Linked DNA regions of Rattus norvegicus: all the other regions are linked to region 3. The links are chromatin contacts, called in public Hi-C maps. All regions are on one chromosome and are shown on one strand. Each heading gives the region's core, a stretch centred on a gene start, on an enhancer-like site or on the middle of the called end of the contact. The rest is flanking DNA. Distances are from core to core; before and after follow the strand shown.

Region 1 (2,915 bases), core at 50-2,549, 170 kb after region 3:
CTAGACAATGGGGGTATGAGTTGCTTGACTGCACACTCCAGCTCTGTGACTTTACCTTGTCCTCGAAGGTCTCCCCAGTCAGCACTCACACAGAAAGGGGTACTCAAGGCGGAAGTGCTCCTTGAATAATTCTCATTGCTACTGTTGTTCAGCGTTGCCTGGTTAAACCTCAAAACAATTAAAAAAGCTGAGTGTCAGTGTTCATCCTTCCCGGAGAAGAGAACAAAAGGGATTGACACTCCTGACTGAAGCCCAAGGCAGTAAGACTGAAACCTGTGAGCTGTGCAGCCCACACTTGGGAACTCACGACATAGACCAGTCCAATCAAAGCCCAGAGCAGCAGGGTATCAAACTGACCTGCAACACAGCGCGTATTCATTAACTGAAAACTTGCCAACTCTTGCATCCAAGAGCAGTGACTCAGAGTGTCAAGTGACCACCAGCACAAAAGAGCAGAGTAAGCCTGAGTAGAGGGCACCTGACTAGGGCTGGGAAGTCAACATCCTACCTATCTGCTGTCTCCAATGAGTTCCTGTCCTGCCCCCATTTAGGAAGAGATTGGGCTGACAGGAAAGAGTGAACCCCTGGGGAGTAACTGTGTCAGCTCAGGATTAAGGAACTTTAAATGGAGCAAACCAAGAGGGAAGTAAGCAGTTTTTCACCTAGTGTGCATTGCTGGCTTCTGCATCTCTTCTGAGAGAAATGACCGATCTATTCTATTCTTATGTCCAGATTTCTGCATTTTGTCTTTGCAGCTCTTACTGTTGGGGCTCACTCCCAGGTGTGGCCCCTTCTGCAGTTAGATTTTATTTGAGCACGGTTTGCCTGCTTGCTTTTGCTCCAGTGCGACCTATACCCATACATTTTACTGCCCATTGCCTGTGTCACTGGGAGTGGGATGGGCTGTTGAAGCCTGAACTCATTGCCTCACCTTCAGGAAACACCCCCTTCATTTTTCATAGTGTTTCACATCTTCATTTAGACAGTTGACCTCTAAAAAGCCTGAATAAAAATAGCATGTTCTTGTTGCTCTAGGTGTCCCATAATTTCACTTGTCATGAAGCACTGTTGGAATGAGACTGACTCCCATTTAATAGCTCATTAATATTCATACCTCAGCACCAGATCCTCTCCATGGTATGACAGTTACTGTGGAGATAGCTTTTGGTAGTCTGGGCTTTCCTAGGTTTGGGGGCATCTGGCCCCCAGCCACTGTTGAGCGATATATAACACAGTGTGGACAGTGAACTCACCCAGGGCCTCAAGGACTCTGTGTGAGCTGCCACCCCATTGTGCAATCGCCTAGGAGATGATGAGCTCCCCACTTGGGAAATGGGGTCAGCTCTCCCTACACAAGGTGACTCATACAACCTTTCATCTTCTTGACAGCAGCGTTTTGTCTGTAGCTGCCTCAAAATATTCTCTCCATTTCGTCATAGCTAATATTTTATAGACTTGTGTTCTTCAACAAATAATTAAAACCACCCATATCCTCTCTGGGTGGGAGCAGCCCGGGAAGAGTATAATGGGATGTTTCCGGCCATTACACATGGCCATTGTATATGCTCAAATCTTTTACATTACTCATTTGACATCTGAGTGTGACATTTAAACTATTAAAGGGGGAGTTGTTACCAAGCGATTATAAAAAGAAACAATTAAAACATTCTAAGGAGTTGCTCATACAAACATCCTACAAATATAACCAAATCAGATGGTTCTAATTCATCCTTTGCAGGGTAACAGTTAGGAATAGGTGACTAAGGTCAGACTCTTACAGCAAAGCACATGTTCTGCTCCCTTGAACTTTCTAAAGCTTAAATGGTTTCTATCCTCCTTCTTCCTAAAGTAGAGTTTCCTACAGAAAGGAAGAGTCCCATAATTTTGTGCTTAAAAACATTTCTTCAATACAGATATATTTCATAATGACCCAGAAATATATATTTGTAAGACTAGCTCCCCAATAAAAAACAAACGAATGAATGAAGTTGATGCTCTAGTTGTCATTACTCCTTTCTTTTGAACTCTCAGTACTATTAAAATGTGGTCTCTGAAACAAATAACTTGAAGAACAGAAGGTAGGAATTATACTTGGTGTTTTGAATGAAGCATTGTTGAGGTGTAATTTACGTGTGCTGAAGATTCAATTGCAGTTGTGCGTTCCACAAACATCTCACCACTCTGGAGATCTCCCTGCATTCTGCTGCATTCAGACTGGCTCAGCCTTGATCTAGCAAATACTGATTTTCTGTATCTCTACAGATTACTTCCTCTTTTCTGGAACTTTGTATGTACTGAAAATCTTTGTTAGTTTCAATATTAAATCCTTTTTGGATAGTTAAAATAAGTACCACATACGTAAGATGCATAACTTGGTAAATACTGAGCCATCCAATGGGAAAGCCATCTCTTAAGATTTCGGGAAAATCTGTTACCTCCCTAGCCCTTCCCTCTGGTTCTTGCCACAAGTCCTGTCACTATAGATTAGCTTGCTATTCTACAATGTTATGTAGATGAAATCACGATCGTATGATTCTGTGCTCTGGCTTGACTCTCAGCATGTAAGACTTAACTCATCCCTGTGGCACTGTGGAGCACTGACCCTGTGCTTTTCCTGCCGTGCAGTATCCCATCATGTGGGTGGGTGCTCCGCACAGTTTATCCATTTACCTTTTAATAAAAAGCCATGTCGTCCTCACTTCCTGGCTCTCAGTGATCAAGCTTCTGCTAGTGTTCTCATACAAATCTTCGCCAAGACACATGCTCGCATCTCTCCTGGGAAAATGCTAAGTGGCGGAAACACTCCGTCATTGGGCGGGCTCACTTAGCTATCTCAAGAAACAAACGGCCAGGCTGTTTCCAAGCAGCTGTTACTCCACACGTCCATGAAGTGTGGATGAGTGATCTGTTACCGC
Region 2 (2,700 bases), core at 58-2,557, 240 kb after region 3:
CATCCAGACCTCCCCCTCTCTCTTATTTCTATTCCCATTGGATTCTGTCATCCGATTTCTCTGGCAAGGTCACCTATACAACCCTTGATCATGAACTGCATGCTGTTTCAGGTTGGGTTTTGTAAATATCCTCAATGTATCTTGTGGCTATCCATTTGTGCCGGTCCTACCCAGAACTGCTCGGTCAAAGGGCAGGGTATGTATACGCTTAGTAAACATTGCTAGGAATGTTCTTGGAATCATAGACTATTCCATAAACTTAGTGATTGGTGAGGGTTCTTCCCACTGTGTGCTCAATAGCCAGATTGGAGGCCTCTGTAGCCTAGGGCGTTCTTGTGAGGATATAGTTTCATTCTCTGAAGGTTTATTTGTTCATCTTAATCACATTTCACCTGTGCCCTCCCTCAAATGCTCACTGGGCACTGGGGTGCTTGTTCTGTTAAGTGTCCCTGGCACTTGCTGTGCAACTTTTACTGTGACTGACTATCTTTTTGTCATTGATTTGTGGGTCCTCTTTGTGAATTGTGCAGGTGAATGAAAATATCTTAAGTTTGTCCTCTGAGAATTGTGTATTCTAAATTTTGCTGAAGTCTAAGTTTATCCATTCACCTATTTTAGGTAATTTTTATGCCTTGAGATATTGCTGGCCCTTAAAGGGACAACATTAAAATATTTATAAGACAACTTTCTAAAACAGTGTTTCTCAACCTGTGGGTCACAACCTTTTGGGGAATCAAATGACCCTTCCGTGGGGGTCACATATCTGATATCCTGCATATCAGATATTTACATTATGACTCATAACAATAGGAAAATACAGTTATGAAATAGGAACAGTAATAACTTCATACTTGGGATCATCATAACATGAGGAACTGTACTAAAAGGGTTACAGCACTAGGAATGTTGAGAACCACTCTTCTAGAAAGACACAGTAAAACCCAACCTGCCAAGGATGTGAACTAGAAGAGAAATTTAGTAACGCCCTTTCCATGGATTCACCCAGTTTCTTGCACTTGCAATTGATGAATAACACAAGATAAACTTGCTCTAATAGTCACGAACTGGGTTAAAGGGTGATGTCTGAGACAATGCAGGGAAGTTTCCTTGGATGCAGGGCAAAGGAAATCAGAGCAGAAGGATCATCTGAAGAGAGAGAAGGCCTCTCACACATCACGATGCCTGTAAAAAGGCAAGCCAACTGCATGCCAGGGCTACCATCTCAAGGGACATGATTTATGCAGGCCTCATAAAAATGCTCAATCAAAGGACATGAATTCAAGAGTCTCTCAGGCTGGCATAAACAATGGCGCCTTGTGCCAAGAGCATGGTCAGGCCAGGCCCAGAACATTCCTGCTGTGAGGAGTAATTGCAGCTTCAGCGTCAGAACTTAGACCAAGCTTTGCCTCTGAACTTTCTTCTTCTTTTCCTTCCAAGTATCCTAGAACACGCTTGACTGTTATTGTTTTTTGCAAAAAGATGGTTGGTGATGAAAATCTGAACAGACAGTTAATTTTACTGAAAAGGTTTCACTCTGATCACAGCCCACATTCCAGGACAAACAGAATAGCTGAGAGCTCTCTATTCAAATCGAATGCTGAATTACCCAAGCAGATACTACAGCATTCAAACAGCCAGAGATAAACACATGAATATTTCAGGATCAGCTTGTGGGGGATTAGAGTCCTTAAAGTCAGAACTGCCTTCCTGTTGTTTTAAATTGCTTTCACTAATAGCTTTTATTGAGAAAAAGGTTGGAGTTGTAGTGATGACATTAAAACATCGTGTAAATATGGAAAACTTGGCCTATTGGTTCTTGGCCAGGTCATCGGACCCACGTAGGCTGTTTGCAAAGCATGCTGGGATCACAGTGGTGGGAGATACTCTTCTCAGGTCCGTACCATGTCTTCATGACATCACCACGCCTGAGGGTTGGCATTTTATTCTCGTTCTTTTTTCCATGAACTGGATGTGGTTTTTACTCAGGCCCTTCTCTAGATGTTGCCGGCTAGTTTCAAAGCACTTGTTCCAGCAGTTCTGTCTGGATGTTGGCAGTGTCTTGAAGGTAAAGCATTTGTGGGTGTTTCTGTTTGATTCACCTGTTCCTTGACTGTGACCCCCACTCACACTTATGACACGGCCAGTGTCTCTCTCTTTCAAAATCATCTCTCTTGCTATTTATTGGAAATGCCCCCCACCTTCATGCCTCCACTAAATGACAATAAAGACAAGCTTGCCCCTGGGACCCTGTTGCTGCAGCTCCTCTCTCTGTCTCCTGCCATCCCTACAACCTTGTCTGCACTTACGTCTTGCCCACTGCCCCCTCCCATCTGTAGCCTCTACTGTTCACTGCTTAACCTCAGTGTCTACATACAGTGGACTCCAAGCTCATCCTCACGGCTCACAGTGACCTGCTGAAGCTCAGAGCTTCATCTCCCTGACTGTGACCAAGAAGGGCTGGGAATTGACTAACACAACTCCAGTCCCTCCCTGCATATGTGTCCCAGGGCTCCAAACCCATTGGTTCCACCACATGCTCACCATGTGCCAACTACATGGGAGGTTAAGGAAGGGGGAATGAAAGGGCAAAGAGGGGAGGGAGAGAAACAGAGGGTGAGAAGAAAAGAGGGTAGTTGGGGAGGGAGAGCAAGGGTTTAAAGAATTGGCTTGTGTGGTTGTGGGATTGGCTTCCTGGGGTCT
Region 3 (2,757 bases), core at 149-2,648:
TTGCATCCAGTGAAGTGGCTTTCTGAAGATTTGTACCCTTAGCCTTCTTGCCTCTCTGTGAGCATTGTTATAACTCAACTAAAATAAAACTGTGCCGGGGCTGTAACTCAGCACTTGGATAGCACAGTGGAGGTCCCTGCCCTCAACCCTCATTATTGTCAGGACATAAAAGCAGAGCAGAAGCCACCAACGAGAGATTTCTTGACAACATTCTATGAAGCTGTGGAATGGCACAACACGTATAGTGCTTTCTACATGAGCCCGAGGACTGGAGTTTAAATACCCAGGCCCAGAACTCATGGAAAGCCTAGTGCAGTAACACACATCTGTAATTCCAGTGCTCTTGGATCATGGTGGAGACAGACTTCCTGGAAACTTACAGGAGAGCTAACTAGCTGTACTTAGTGGCAAACAAGAAGTGCTATGTCAGGCAAGGTGGAAGTCAAAGATGGACACCCAAAGTGATTCGGACCTTCAAAAGTGTATTGTGGCATGCACATGCCTTCAGTCATACATATGGGCATGCGAGCTCGCGCACGCGCGCGCGCACGCGCGCGCGCACACACACACCTATGCATACACACACACACACACACACACCTATGCATACACCCACACCCACACATTCACACACACTCACACACACACACACATTCACACACACACACTGACTCAAGGTTCCTCCTTCCTGCTGGTGAGGTGCAGAAGCAGCCCAGTGCCCTGGAGCAGCTTCGTAGATTCTCAGAAAGGATTAGATACTTCCCCTAAACCCCAAAAGTCGTCTCTAAAACAGACTGGAGTGATTAGAAATCTACATTTGCACAGAAGTATTTGCAACGCACATTCATGAGGCATGAGCCAGCTGTGGTCCATTCGTACCATGAAACATTCTGGATCCACACAGAACCATGGCAAACCACCATTCCATTATCACGTGTGAAAGACTCCGGATCCCATAGGTGATACGCACGTTTTCCCACTTTATGTGGTGATCTGGAGAATGTTGGCACAATGATAGGACCAATTGATTCTCAAGGGCTCGGCCAAACGAGACTTTGTGCTCGCTGGAGCAGTGTGTGGTGCTGTATGCAAAATATTTTTTAAAACACCCAGAAAGTCATAGATCTGAAGATGGATTGCAGAGGAAAATGAGGATGTCTGACAGACAGACAATAACAAAACTCACATTTTAATCCAGAATCGGGACTCAGGAACTGGGACTCTGCAGCAAATTATGCAAGAGTGACCAGAGGGGTTGCTAAACTGTCCACTTGGTGGCGCCAGAGGGCCTCATACGAAACCCATAGATCCGTTTTAGGTGAAGTCACTAATCACCTCAGAGCCAACCCCTCCACCCAACGTGGGTGAGGAACTTCTGTATTCCGTATGGTTGTCGCACGAGATGAAGCAGGTTCATAACTCAGCTGTGACTCACTAGGAGAAATGAAGAAACGGGGACACTAGCTGATCCTCACCCTAACCTCAGAGTTCCCTTCTGGGCTTCTGCGTAATGAATTCTGACTGTCCTGGCCATTGTTTCACATTTCCCAGAATTGATTAAGAACCTTTACTGGTCCACTACTTGAGTGGCTAAGAAGGAAAATATGCAAACAAACATAATCACGCTGGTTTCAATGGGTGGGGACAAACAGATGGCTCCGGGTTTGCTGAAGAGCTCTAGAAAAATTGGCTCCTACCCAGATACCCATTCAGTTCCTTGTTATGAAGGCAGCGTGAGCTCCCTGGTGCCCAGCTCGGCCAGCATTGACTGTGCTTGGCAATGATCAAGGTGTGTGCCATCCTCCGAGTCTGCTTTCTGTGGCCATACACTCCACTATCCTGCAAGATATTTGTTTTCCCAATGCCCAATCCTTTCCTGACTCTAGGCAGACAGAAGTGTCTTTAAATGTTCTGGAGTAATAACTGGTCTTAGAGCTAGTAGGTGTAAGCTGCCCTTGCTCTAATTTTTCCAGTATGCTTGTCATTGTTATATAGAAAGGTATTGTTTGGGTGTTTGCATTATTTTTTTTGTCCTACCACTTTGATGAAAGTGTTTATTAGCGTTAAGGCGACTTTTTGTTGCGTCTTTAAAATCTTATATATAGAATCATATCTGAAAGCAGGGGTACCTTGGATTCTGACCTTCCTATTTCATCTATATTAATTTTAATACTTTCTCTTGTCTTACTGCTCTAGCTAAGACTTCAAGCACTATTATAAATAGGCATGGAGAGAGTGGGCAGCCTTACCTGGTTTCCGAACTTAGTGTGAAACACTTTTCCCATTTAGTACGATGTTGGCTTTAGCATTCTCACATACAGCCTTTATCACATAGCAATATGTTCCTCCCTGTGGATTTCACTATGAAGAAATGTTGTGGTTTTTGTGAAAAGCTTTTCTGCATCTATTGAGATGTCGTGTGATTTCTGTCTGAGTCCACTTATGTGATGAATGATATATATTGGTTTATGTATGTTGAATCACTCCTGAATCTCTAAAGATGAATCCAATTTGATCCAGAGAGTGATCTTTTGATATGATCTTGAATTCCATTTGCAAATGTTTTGTTGAAAAGTTTTGCATCTGTGTTCATCAGAGAGATTAGTCAGTAGTGTGTGTGTGTGTGTGTGTGCACGCGTGTGCGTCAGTGCATGTGTGCGTGTGTGTATGTGTGTGTGGTGTGTGGTGTGTGTGTGCATGTGTGTGCCTCTGTGTGTGTGTGTGTGCATACCTGTGTGTGCCTCTCTCTCTCTCTCT

The links. Hi-C and Micro-C count contacts between places; a contact is called where the count stands out from the background.
Region 1: a Hi-C map of Schwann cells shows a contact between it and region 3, with 6 times the contacts expected there. The contact joins two enhancer-like sites.
Region 2: a Hi-C map of Schwann cells shows a contact between it and region 3, with 5 times the contacts expected there. The contact joins two enhancer-like sites. A contact is called at or near these places in 2 of 12 Hi-C or Micro-C datasets (the A7r5 cell line and Schwann cells).

The regions. Positions count from the first base shown.
Region 1 is chr1:64,392,397-64,395,311 of GRCr8, forward strand. No RefSeq gene overlaps it. Among named protein-coding and RNA genes, the nearest start is that of Thbs2, 21 kb to the left of the region's middle. Within about 2 kb of position 1,300, at least 10 of the 93 cell types and tissues checked have an H3K27ac peak or open chromatin away from gene starts, as enhancers often do. A contact at or near this core is called in Schwann cells, where this site is marked.
Region 2 is chr1:64,459,459-64,462,158 of GRCr8, forward strand. No RefSeq gene overlaps it. Among named protein-coding and RNA genes, the nearest start is that of Thbs2, 88 kb to the left of the region's middle. Within about 2 kb of position 1,308, at least 9 of the 93 cell types and tissues checked have an H3K27ac peak or open chromatin away from gene starts, as enhancers often do. A contact at or near this core is called in Schwann cells, where this site is marked.
Region 3 is chr1:64,223,528-64,226,284 of GRCr8, forward strand. No RefSeq gene overlaps it. Among named protein-coding and RNA genes, the nearest start is that of Thbs2, 150 kb to the right of the region's middle. Within about 2 kb of position 1,399, at least 12 of the 93 cell types and tissues checked have an H3K27ac peak or open chromatin away from gene starts, as enhancers often do. A contact at or near this core is called in Schwann cells, where this site is marked.